2 separate regions of the Gossypium hirsutum genome follow, and region 1 is linked to region 2. The links are chromatin contacts, called in public Hi-C maps. All regions are on one chromosome and are shown on one strand. The core of a region is the stretch at or near the end of the contact, and the rest is flanking DNA. Distances in the headings are between cores, read along the strand shown. Region 1 holds the start of LOC107949627 (phosphatidylinositol transfer protein 3). Region 2 holds the start of LOC107949631 (probable alpha-mannosidase At5g13980).

Region 1 (2,700 bases), core at 3-2,502, 130 kb before region 2:
GCGACAAGGATCCTCCAGATTTCTTTAGGACAAGAAGTTCACAATGACATGCTGGTGTGGAGGGGTGAGTCATCTAGGGAATTTTTTGTTCGAAGCGCTTATAAACTATTACATAGAAGTGCTTTTTTCTCGAATACAAATTCTAGACAAGATGATAGCACTGATTTCTACAAGAAATTATGGAAATTACAGATCCCATCTAAAATTAAAATTATGCTATGGAAAACTTCTTGGTATTTTCTTCCTACTTTGGCTAATTTATTTTCCAGAAGGTTGGTGGTGAACGTGTTTTTTCCCAGATGCAAGGGTCTAGTGGAAGACCTCGTCCATATTTTCCGAGACTGTCCTATAATAGTGGAGGTATGGGTTCACTTAAATCTTACCTGGAATTTATCAAATTGAGTTATGAATTATTGGGAGTGGATTACCTGGATTTTTAGAAGAAGTACGGACAAGTAATGCAGGACGTTCTGTTGCTCCATATGGGCTATCTAGACAAATAATAATCAATTAGTGCATGAAAGGAAACAGTCTACTGGGAAGGAAATAGGCGAACGGGTAGTTCGTTATATCAAAGAACTCGAAGGGATTGAAGAAAGAAAGATTACTAGATTGGAAGGAAATGAGGAATGGAACCCCTCAACAAATTTGTTGATCAAAATCAACTTTGATGCTTCCTTCAATCAAACACAAGCCAGACCGGGTTCGGGGGTTGTTGCTAGAAACGCATTGGGTGAGATTGTTGCCTCTAAAATGATTCTCCACACGGTGGTTGCGTCGCCTTTTACGGTGGAAGTTTATGCTTGTCTCCAAGCATTGCTTTTAGGACAGCAGTTAAAGCTCTGAGTAGTGATAGCAGAGGGCGATGCAGGGACAATAATAAAAAAAATGTCAGACAAATCTTTAAGACAAATCAGAAATAGGAGCTATCATTCGAAACATTCAACAGATAAAATGAGGATTTCAATGGATCTAGTTCAAGCATGTACCCAGATCTACAAATGCTCTTGCACATTGTTTGGCCACTGAAAGTTTGAAGAGGGATAGAGAAGATTACCTGGAAGGAGGAGTACCAGATTTCATTGTTGAAACTGTGGGAAGAAGGAGACTGAGAGAACTTAACTGGGGGTGGATGCTGTGACAATGTTCTGGAAGGGATAATGACAATTGATAGGGTTTGATTTTGGAAAGTTGCTAGCTTTTGGAAACTGGACCGTTTGAGGCGATAAGGTTGAGAATATCTTGGGAGTGTGTGCCAGTTGGTGTATTCAATTGGAAATTGTTTTATTTTGGGCTTTCATTTCGTAATAGTGGGCCAATATGCATTTGTTTGCATTTTGGGCTGGCTTAGGATCTGCTCAAGTTTGAACTTGGTCTCTTTAATTTGATTGTGTTACTCTTATTTTGAATAAATTCCAGTCGGGTATTTCTAAAAAAAAATTCACTTTTTAAGATAAGTGAAATTTAAAACTTTTAAGATATAATTTTAATTATTATTATATTAATCCAGAAGTCTTTTAATGAATTTAAATTCTTATTCTTTTATTTGATAATTTAAGATTAAATAATTCAAACGATTATATATACTTTCGAAAATAAAAGATTATATATATTAATATCATACATATCATATATCATATATTGTTGAGACAAGTTTTTTAAGTGATTTAGTAATTGGTAGACAGAAGCGATTATTTCCATCGACTTTATTGAGTAATTCATTGAGTAAACATGTGAGTTTGTCGTATACAAATTCATTGAGTAATTCAACATCAATAATGTCATTCAAGCTATTTCGATCACATAGCATCATCAAATATAAAAACATCGTTATCCCATTTATTCATAGATTTGGATAACCTGATAAACTATAGCAAAAGTAACTCAGATACTCAAGTAACCGTCTTAGAGAGCACCGTAGTGCTGAACAAGGGCACAAATGTGCATACAAGGGCACCATAGTGCGAACAGAATAAGCGTGCAACTAACCCTATTGGCATGCCAATCGTATCCTAATCGTTTACTACATTCAAACTGATGGTTATACAAGATTCAGAACATTTACAATATAGGAGCACTTCCACATTTTTAGAGCACATATCAAAATCAGGTCATTATCATTCAATATCTCACATGAATCATATTATTCAAGAATACAAGGCATAATATTAGATCCTTAATCCTTTCTCACCTTTAGTACTGAATTATAAACATTTCAAAATTTCAATCTATCATTACAGAAATATTCACAATTAAATCAAATTCAATACATAAAAGTATATGATTATACCCTATGAACTTACCTAATATAACCAACTATCGAATTGGGTCATAAGGACTATTCCACAATTTTTCTTTTTCCTCACTTATCAATCGGTTGTTCAATTCTTGATCTAAATAATAATTAAGTTCAAAATATCAATTCCATATACCATATAACACTCAAATTCATACATATGACCTATTAATTTTATTTTAAAGAATTTCCCTAAACTTTTACATTTTATTCCATTTATTCCTTAAAACCGAAACCTTTATAAATTTCACATTTAAACCCACAATTTCAATCCGATTACATACTCATACCTGTACAATTCTCAATCATTTAAAATTACAGAAATTTCATGCTAAAGTCGACATACTTTCATTTTAGTCCTTGAACTCAAAACTAATAAAAATCACTTTACAAATTAGTCTTAT
Region 2 (2,700 bases), core at 163-2,662:
CGATGAGTTCTTTAACGAGGCGGAGGCTGTGGCGCGGATAACCTTAGGGAACTAGGGTTTCTGTTAGTTTTTTAGGATAGTTAGGCTATTGGGCTTTGGGTTATTAGGTATTAGGTTAGGTTTTTGTAAATGGATTTTACTATTAGGCTTGTAACTTGGACTACTAACAGACTTTTATTTATTTTTGTTTTAGATTTTGTTTTATTTGTTTGGGTTTATTTATTTGTGTTGGGTCGGGTAAAATTGGGTTATTACAGATATTATTTGATTTTTGCTATTAATCTTTGTAAGTTTATTTCTTGTCTTCATATGAGTGTCATTTAATCATATTTATACCCTTTCATTGATTTTTGGACATTTGGAGCCGCTGGAGGGAGTTTCTAACCATTGAGAGCATTTATTTTGTGCATTTAATGTATGTCTCGAGGCACAACAAAATATGACCTTTGGAACATACCATCTTGAGACATAACAGATATGTCTCGAGACATTTTGGGATATCTCTTAAGACAATTACATGATTGCCTCAAGACAGGGCTTCCCTAAAGCAACTCATAGCTTTGATGTTTTCTTGTCTCGAGATAAATAGGTTTTTGTCTCGAGATAATGTTCCCCCGAAGCACACCTTTAACTTTGATGTTGGTCTTTCTCAAGACAAGACCCAAATATCTTGAGACAATGTTTCCCTTGAATAATTTTATAGTCAAAGTACATCTATCTCGATACATTAGACTTAGAAACATTTTAAAGGACTTTGGGTACTCAAAAACTTTTGTAGAAAAATTAATTCATTTAAAAACTTAGATTAAAGTAATTTGCGCAAATTTGATTAAAGGAATTTAGAAAAGTGACATATTTATAAAAGTGGGAGAGAGTGAGTTAATTCACAAGAACATATTATGAATGATGGGCAATGAAAGTGAAAGAAATTATGATCATGTTACAAATTGTGATCATGTTGCAAGTAGTAAGTAATGGAAAAAAAAATTAATTTGTATAATAACAGTTTCGTGGAAATTATACTTATGTAACTTATTTTGACAAAAAGAATGCAAGTGCATAATTTAATCAATAAAGATTAAGAAAATACTTGTACTCCATAGATAGTTAAGAAGTAAACTTTTTAATAATATGCTTATGTGAACTTTCAAACTATGCTCTACAAATATTTCAAAAGTAGAGTGTATTCAAGAATTTTATCGATATTTTTGAGCTTAACTTTAAATACTTCCAACATGGAGAAAATATCTTTTAGGAACTCTTGGCACTATTAATAGAAAGTTTTTCATAGGCTCATTTATAAATTGTACTTAAACTCCTCAAAATTAATAAAAATTTAATTTAATTATTTAAAAATTATAAAAATATAAACTATTAAAATAATAAAACTATATTTTTACTATAATGAAATATATATAATTTAATTTTCACTATAATAAAGATATATAATTTGATTTTCATCCCCTCAAAAAAAATTCTGCCTGACAAATGTTAATAACCTAAAACGGGTATATACACCGCCTTCTAGACAATCTTCTATGGTGCGCCGTAGATGCTTAAAGTTATCTGCTAAATACTTTGAACCATATCAAGTGATTGGCAAGTGGGTAAGTTGAACTATCAACTATAGCTGCCTCTGGACTCGAAGATCCTTTCCACATTCCATGTTTCTCAGTTAAACATGTTGGTAATAGACCAACTTAGCTGCAGTTAACTTCAGTGGATGAAAGAAGGGACGATCACTAAAGAACCCTTGTAGATTTTAAATAGAAGACAAACGATTATGACAGTTAATAAAAGAGGAATATCTAACTGCTCTGATTCTAAACCTCAGCCACCATGGCAGCGGAAACAACCCCCCCTTATTTCGCTAAGGGAATCGCGAGACAGCCGGTTCAACACTCAAACAGTTGCACATTTTTTCAGTTGTGCACCTTCGTCAGTCAATATTTTCATCACTTTTCGACGGTCTTCGATTGGACTAGCCTAATATCAAGCTCTTGAAACCGGAATTCTTAAACTTTGTCGCCGCCATCTTCTTAACCTCCCCTAGTAGATCAATGATGGAGGAAATGCCGGTAGGCGGAGGCAGCGGTGGGTTTGAACGGCGTCGTTCAGTGTTTGTTGGCGAATTTTAGAGGGAATCTGAAGTTGGAGAGGAAGGGAATGTCAAAGTGAGAAGAACTGAACTGTTTATGTTTTACATTTGTTGTCCCCCGATTTCCTCGATTTCTTGGTCCGGCCAGTGAGGGGGAGGTTCGTCTACGTGTCTAATGAAAAGGCAGTGGATGAAGATTTTGCTGGATTTTCTTTTGATCTTTGGAGGATACGAGCTGATTCCCCTTGATTTCTGTGGGTTCCATATTGATTTAAGGACGTGTTTGTTACTTAGGGAAAAAACAAAGCATCGCCGATTCATTGTTAAAGTTCGAGTCGAGAGTATAAGATAAGCTCAAACAAACACTTCAAGGACAGTTCTTTGTCTTATTCAAGAAAAGTTTCTTTAAATTACTGTAATTTCGTAATATTTTATATACTATTGAAAGCGACCTGTCTTGATGTATTCACTCACCTTTCACAACTAAACAAATAATTAAACAACAAAGAACTGATCGGCTGACACCATTGCTCTTTGAAATCCTTGCTTGATCGTTAAATGCAGCTTTGCTTTCATTTATAGAGCACAAACTTTTCACTTTC

What was found. Hi-C and Micro-C count contacts between places; a contact is called where the count stands out from the background.
Region 1: a contact with region 2 is called in a Hi-C map of leaf, with 2.6 times the contacts expected there. The contact joins the promoter of LOC107949627 here to the promoter of LOC107949631 in region 2. A contact is called at or near these places in 8 of 34 Hi-C or Micro-C datasets (anther, callus, hypocotyl and 2 more).

Annotation. Positions count from the first base shown.
Region 1 is chrD03:43,637,318-43,640,017 of Gossypium_hirsutum_v2.1, reverse strand. It overlaps LOC107949627 (phosphatidylinositol transfer protein 3), which reads right to left and starts at 1,252. Exons shown (of 9, transcript XM_041090184.1): 1 at 1,058-1,252; 2 at 609-842; 3 at 1-487.
Region 2 is chrD03:43,502,608-43,505,307 of Gossypium_hirsutum_v2.1, reverse strand. LOC107949631 (probable alpha-mannosidase At5g13980) reads left to right here and starts at 1,412. Exons shown (of 29, transcript XM_016884367.2): 1 at 1,412-2,700.